Regions from separate parts of the Mus musculus genome. Here region 1 is linked to region 2. The links are chromatin contacts, called in public HiChIP or PLAC-seq maps. All regions are on one chromosome and are shown on one strand. The core of a region is the stretch at or near the end of the contact, and the rest is flanking DNA. Distances in the headings are between cores, read along the strand shown.

Region 1 (3,384 bases), core at 339-2,838, 270 kb after region 2:
CTTCCTGGAGCTCTTCCAGGGCATCAGCCCCTTATCCCTCTACCCTCGCTGTTCACTGAGACCCAGAGAGGGATAGCAGCCAGCTTGCAGCTGAACCCAGTATTAATAATGGTTTTGTAGAGTAGGAACCTGGAGTTGGAGACAAAGAAGTCACTCACTACTCTCTGACTTTGGCAGGCACTGTTGATCCTATCATCCTTCGTTTTGTAGGATCTGTCATAACATAGAACACATGACTGGTCCCAAAGATGCGTCGCAGGATCTTCTCTGGGGCTTCAGGAACCTTTAGCTTTGGAGTTTTCTGGGAACGGGCACTGTGAGGCTCCTGGAACCAAGCCAGGGGCAGTAAGCTCAGAAGGCCTCAGGAACACTTCCCCCAGGAGCTTTGCCTACTGGAAGAGGTGTGAAGAGGCCTCCTGGTAGAAGGCACACCTAGTCTGGGGTTCAACAGTCCCCCAGGGCTCCAACATTTCTCTAGCCCTGCCTCTCTCCCTGTCCTGTGGTCAAGGTCAAGGAACCACTGCACCCTCTGCTCTCCTCTTGGGCTTTGTCTGCTCTCACCTTGTGCTCTAGCTGCTCATCGTTTTCAGACCCTGCTGCACAAGGTTCCTTGTGACTCCCGCCCTGGGATTCTCACACTCGTCAGGTCACATTGAGCAAGCACTTCACCTGACTTCTTCCCAGGGCTTCTCACCTCTGTGTGATCACCCTTCCCATAGTCACCAGAATCGGGGAACCTATGTCTCATCAGTCCTCAAGTTCTGTGTTTCACTCCTCAAAATCTCTCCACTTGGGCTGGGCACGGTAGTGCATACCTTTAATAACCCCGTTCTAGAGCTAGAGGCAGATGGAGTTCTCTGAGTCTATAAAACAAACAAACAAAACCCCAAAACGTTAAAACAACAACAACCCCCCCAAAAAATCTCTCTGCCCTCTCTCTCCCTTAGGACTGGGAGGCCAGTCACCCTTCTCCCCTACCACACTACAAATGATGACCTCTGACCTCTCCCAGTTCCCCTGAAGGGCTTGACTGGCTCTTCCTCAAGCCCTTCTTGCGGCCCCGACCTCTGCCTCAGCTTTCCCCTTCTCAGCCCTCACCTTGCTTCTGTCTGTCATGGCCAGGTTTCTAGGCTAACTTCTGGGCTAAGCATACTCTGAGGTTCCCTAGCTCCGTTGTTGCTAGGCACCAGGTCCACGATGTCCATAGGCCCCGCCCACTTGGCCCCGCCTCCGAGAGTCACTAGAAACTCAGCAAGGCAAGCCAAGGCCTAAGTCAAGGAAAGAACCTATGGGCAGTGCACGCCGACGCGGGCCAGGGTAGAAACTTAACGAGGTACCAGCCCTCGAGCAAAGGCCGAGCAAAGGCTGAGCCATACAGGGTGACGCGTCGCGGAGGAATGCACCCAGACACTCGCCCGGGCCCGCGATCCACCCACTTCCGCCCCGCAGAGACATGGCGGACGCCAAACCCAGCCTGGATTGGGCGTCGCTGGACATGTCGTGATGCTATTGGCTTAGGGATGCCTGACGTCAAGGGGCGGGGTCCTGGCTGTGAATGGGAGTCGGCACGTTGAAGTCCGGTCTTTTTAGTCCAGGGATGCGGCGGAGTTGGGCCTTGAGCCGGCAGGTTTCCGAGGCTCGGTTCCCCGGGAAGCGGTGGCTGGTGAGTGGGGCGTGGGTGGCTACACAGGGACGCGGGGCTTGGCTCCGCAGCTACGCTTACATTTAAGTGTATGCGTTGTATGCATGTGCCCTGTGGCTGTCAGAGGGCAACTTAGGAGAGGGTTCTTTCCACCATGTGGGTTCTGGGGATCGAACCCAGGTTGTCAGGGTTAGCAGCAACCTTACCTTCGGAACCATCTTTTCGGGATAGTTGTCCCTTTTTCTACTTAGTCAAATAGGCGCAATACTAACTGGCTCCAAACTTTTAGTTTTGCTCTTGCACCAGGGAGCGGCATCCTCTGGCTGGTGGGGCCTCCAGGAGTTCCCAGACCCTTAAGTGCTCCTTCCCAATACTGTCGCTTCTGTTTCCTGGTCAATGTTTTGGGTCCTGAGTGAGTGTTGCCTACAGGTGGCTGGCCTGGGGAACCACGGAATGCCCGGCACCCGGCACAGTGTGGGCATGGCGGTGCTGGGGCAAATAGCAAGGCGACTGGGAGTGGCGGAGAATTGGACTCGTGACTCGCGCTGTGCTGCTGACCTCGCCCTGGCCCCGCTCGGGGATGCTCAGCTGGTACTGCTCCGGCCGCGGCGCCTCATGAACGTCAACGGGCGCAGCGTAGCCCGAGCTGGTGAGTTGTAGGTTTCATGGATAAGAGGGCACAGGGACCAGAGAGAGGGTTCAATTGTGACAAGTGCCTGGTGAGCCCCAATTACTACAGTGAAGGCTTGGGGAAGCCTGTTTACATATGGGGGTTGTTGTGACCCCTCTGAGCAGATATGCAGTAACTAGAGTGTTGTTTCCCTGTGCCAAGCGGAGCTGTTTGGGCTGACTGCGGAGGAGATCTATCTGGTCCATGATGAACTGGACAAGCCGTTGGGAAAGCTGGCTCTGAAGCTGGGGGGCAGCGCAAGGTGAGGCTCTTATGTGCGTAGGTTTGGGTAGGGATGCTGGCCTCTGTTGGAGTGGAGTAAGATTGTTGAGACTATCTATCTCGATAGGCTGGGCTGCTCTGAAGAAGGCCTGGGCAAGGGAATGGAGGAAGGGCACTGCCTCAGAAAGTACTAACTGCTCTTCATATCCCCTCAAGGGGCCATAATGGAGTCCGTTCCTGCATTAGCTGTCTGAACTCCAATGTGAGTCTACCCTTCTGCCCTGCCCTGGGTGGGGGTGGCTAGCATTGACATTGTATCTCACCAATGCATCCTCATTCCCCTGGGACCCTACAGGCAATGCCAAGGCTGCTGGTGGGCATCGGGCGCCCCACACACCCTAATATGGTGGAGAACCATGTCCTGGGCTGTTTCTCCCCGGAGGAGCAGGAGCTACTGTCCCCATTGATGGATCAGGCCACTGACCTGCTCCTGGACCACATCCGTGCTCGAAGCCAGGGACCATTGTCAGGCCTCTAATACCAGTGGATATATCTACCTGTTTGACTGCCTGCCGGTGCCATGAAGCCAAGACAGGGCCACAGAACTGCAATGACACAGTGGTACCCAATGTTTATATAACTTCCCTGGGTTTCCCCAGGCTACTTGCAGATTCAAGGAGGGACTGTGGCCACATCAGTCTGTTTCTGCAGCAGCTTGGTCTCCCCGTTCGCTATTTGCGGTGTAGGAAAGGTCTAGGAAGGGTAAACTTTCTGAACCTTTTGAGAGCTCCAGATGGGTAGATCTGCAAGATTAAAGATACGAACTTGAAATTGGAAGCTTCCTGTGGGG
Region 2 (3,575 bases), core at 477-2,976:
CAGCACACTAGTGGGTGTCTGTGAGCCTGCATTTCTCAGGAAGTCCCAGTGGGGGTGGGGGGGAGGGGGAACTAAACAGAATGAAGCCTCGGGACACTGTACAGTTCACCTGGGGTCACATGACTGCCAAGAGGAAAGGCTGGGAAGAGGGTGTCGTGTTGGACTCCAACACCAGTGCTTTCAATTCTGCCTCCACATCATTCATTCACTCATTCATTTGTTCACATATTCATTTACAACGTATGGTGGACAGCTTTGTTGGCAACAGCACACAGGAGATCAGCCGGTCTGCTTGGTTTTGTAACTGGGTCTCATGCGGTCTGGGCTGGCCTCAAACTTGCTGTGTAGCTAAGCCTGGCTTTGAACTCCATTGCCTGCCCCTGCTTTACAAGTGCTGGGCTTGAAGGTGTGAGCCATAGAATTGATTTATTCCTATTTATGGCCTTCACCCTCAGGGGTCTCATCTCAGTAATCTAATTTCAAAATCCTCAGCACACTTTGTTTTGGTTTGCGGTATTTTTCTCTTTTTGGTTTTGAGATAAGGTCTTATTCTGTCGTGCAGGTAGGCCTCAAACTTACTACAGTAGTCCAGGCTGATTTCCAAGTCAAAGCAATCCTCCTGCCTCCAAATTTGGCTCCCTCCCTCTTTACCTCTCTCTCTTTATTCATCTTTTTTCTCTTCCTTTTTGAGTCAGGAACTCACTACATAGCCCTGGCTGGCCTAGAACTTGATATGTAGCCTAAGCTGGCCTTAAACTTAAAGAAATCCACTTGCCTCTGTCGCCGCAGTGTTGGGATTTAAGCTGTGTGTCACCACACCGGCCGTTTTTTCTTTTTCTTTTTGGGGGTGTGCCTGGCATAGAACCCAGAGTGTGAGTCACCCAGGTCAAGCATAGGCTTTATTATTGGACCACTTCGCTGCCCTCGGCTCTTAACAAACTTACTAGTTTGCAATAGCATTAGGTTTACAGAAGTATTGTTTGGCTGGTTACAGAGTTTGCGCGGTTTTCTGTCTAGTGTTCCTCGTGTCAATCTCCTTAATCAACTGTGGTCTGTTTGTCCAGAAACACTGGTTTTGGTTATGACTGCTGGCCAAGCCCAGCCTTGATGCAGACTTCACCCACTGGTACGCTCAGGCCCTGCCCCGGGATCCGAGTGCGTGAAGTGACTGTGTTGCTGCTTCTCGACTCCTTCTAGCCACAGGTTTTCAGACTTGAGTTTCGAGGCTTGCCAGCCAGGTGTTTTGTAGATATCTGTCCGTCTGTCTGTCTGTCGGCCTGTCTGTTTATCTATCTTATATATTTTTCTCCTGATTGCCTTGGAAGCTTTCTCATTCCATTCGATCAAAGGCACAGGATCACCACATGGCACGCAGAATAAACCAGGGCTGTTTAAGGTGTGTTGCTGGCTGTTTCTCCTCACACAATAGAGTCCTCTCCCTCCTCCGCCTTCCCCCTTTCCTTCCCTCCTTCCCTTTCTTCTCTCTCTGAGTCTCTACTTCTTGTTTCATGGTGTGGGAAGTGGGGCAGGGCCTCACTATGTAGCCCAAGCTGGCCTTCCTCCTGCCTGGGTCTTCCTGGTGCTGGATTCTTTGGCCCACCATGCCCAGCTTAGAAATTTTGATGTTTTTTTAGCTCTGGGGAGCAAACTTGGGCTCTCTCCCTCTGAACTTCATTCGGTCCAGTCAGCTCCTCACACTTTAGAAGTGAGTCACTGAGTCAAACGCCCATTCAAGGGGCAGTGGCTTGAGCTACTTCCTGCAGAAAGAACCATAAATTATTTGAATTCTCCTCAGAAGACAGAAGGCCCTTTCTTCCAGTCTGCTTGTTTTCTCAGCCATTGACTTCTGCGGTGTGGATGCAGCACACATTCTTATTTCATTTAGACTCTGTTGTTTCCCTGAGCTGGGGCTGGAAACCAGGGCCTCTCAAGATGGGCAGCTCTGTACCTGCAAGCTTTCCCAGCTCTGAATTTTACCCTGAAAATCTTAATCCATAGCTATTTCTTCTGATGCTCCAATGGTTTTGTTTTTGGATTTGAGAGCCCCTTCAGGTGGCTCCTGGTTCCTTGGACATGGGGCAGTCCCTTCCTTTTGTTTTTTTATCTTTTTTTTTTTTTGTGCCACCACGCCCAGCGACAGGTAGCTTGCTTGCTTTCTTTCTTTCTTTCTTTCTTTCTTTCTTTTTAAAGATTTATTTATTTATTATATGTAAGTACACTGTAGCTGTCTTCAGATACTCCAGAAGAGGGCGTTAGATCTTGTTTTTTTTTTTTTTTTTTTTTTTTTTTTAAAGATTTATTTATTTATTATATGTAAGTACACTGTAGCTGTCTTCAGACACTCCAGAAGAGGGAGTCAGATCTTGTTACGGATGGTTGTGAGCCACCATGTGGTTGCTGGGATTTGAACTCCGGACCTTCGGAGGAGCAGTCGGGTGCTCTTACCCACTGAACCATCTCACCAGCCCTTGTTTTTTTTTTTATCTTAATTCTGTGCATGCACATATACCATGGTTCATAGGAGGTCAGAGGACAATGGTAGGTGTTGGTCCTTGCCTTCCTCCTTGTGTGAGTTAGGGTTTCTTGCCGTTCACCACTGCATACACAGGCTAGCTGTTCCACAAGCTTTGGGGGATTCTCCTGTCTCCTGGGGATTGACCTATGTCCCGCCATAGGAGAGCTGCCAACCTCATACACAGGTTTGTTTGTTTGTTTTTAAAGATTCATTTATTTATTATATGTAAGTACATTGTGGCTGTCTTCAGACATACCAGAAGAGGGCACTGGATTCCATTACAGATGGTTGTGAGCTACCATGTGGTTGCTGGGAATTGAACTCAGGACCTCTGGAAGAGCAGCCAGTGCTCTTAAGTGCTGAGCCATCTCTCCAGCCCCACATAGTTTCTTTTCTTTTCTTTTTTTTTTTTTTCCTATGAGGTGTGTATAGGATGTCTGGGAGTTTTCTTCAAACTTTCTTCTGGATGTATTTTGTCTGGATCAGCTGGCCAGTCAGCTGATCACAGGAACTCTCTAGAAGGACCAATCTGGCTTTGGCTTTTGCTCTCCAAGTGCTAGGTTTTACAGGAATGCCCCACTACATCATGCTTTTTAGTTTTATTGATAATGATACTTAAGGACCTTACAGAATGGTGGAACGCATAAAATAGGGTTTACTGTGCCTAGACTGGAGATCTGAGGAAAACTAACTAGGTTCTTTTACCGAGAGTTAGTCCTGGGAAGTCGCAGAAAAGTTGGATTTTTTTTTTTTTTTTCTGGAGCTGAGGACCGAACCCAGGGCCTTGGGCTTGCTAGGCAAGCGCTCTACCACTGAGCTAAATCCCCAACCCCCCCCCCATAGTTTCTTTCTTTCTTTTTTTTAAAATAAAAGTTTTTATTAAAATGTGCATTACTGGCCAGGTGGTGGTGGTGGTGCATGCCTTTAATCCCAGGACTTGGGAGGCAGAGGCAGGCAGATTTCTGAGTTCAAGGCCAGCCTGGTCTACAGAGTGAATTCCAGGACAGCCAGGGCTATACAGAGAAACACTGTCTCAGAAAAAAAAAACAAAAAACAAAAA

The links. HiChIP or PLAC-seq counts read pairs in DNA pulled down with a chosen protein or histone mark.
Region 1: an HNF4G HiChIP or PLAC-seq map of pancreatic cancer cells shows a contact between it and region 2. The contact joins the promoter of Ptrh1 here to the enhancer-like site in region 2. A contact is called at or near these places in 1 of 39 promoter capture datasets (neural stem cells), 2 of 115 datasets of contacts at active chromatin or transcription factors (double positive thymocytes and pancreatic cancer cells) and 2 of 9 other capture datasets (liver and pancreatic islet).

What each region holds. Positions count from the first base shown.
Region 1 is chr2:32,774,233-32,777,616 of GRCm38.p6, forward strand. Ptrh1 (peptidyl-tRNA hydrolase 1 homolog) reads left to right here and starts at 1,589. Exons shown (of 5, transcript NM_178595.3): 1 at 1,589-1,663; 2 at 2,072-2,291; 3 at 2,475-2,574; 4 at 2,751-2,796; 5 at 2,890-3,361. The coding sequence starts at 1,598. The coding sequence ends at 3,072. It overlaps Ttc16 (tetratricopeptide repeat domain 16), which reads right to left and starts at 1,401. Exons shown (of 15, transcript NM_177384.3): 1 at 1,099-1,401; 2 at 816-863; 3 at 159-325. The coding sequence starts at 1,116. It overlaps Cfap157 (cilia and flagella associated protein 157), which reads right to left. Exons shown (of 9, transcript NM_025619.1): 9 at 3,181-3,337. The coding sequence ends at 3,266.
Region 2 is chr2:32,502,050-32,505,624 of GRCm38.p6, forward strand. No RefSeq gene overlaps it. Among named protein-coding and RNA genes, the nearest start is that of Fam102a, 32 kb to the right of the region's middle. Within about 2 kb of position 1,727, at least 69 of the 459 cell types and tissues checked have an H3K27ac peak or open chromatin away from gene starts, as enhancers often do. A contact at or near this core is called in pancreatic cancer cells, where this site is marked.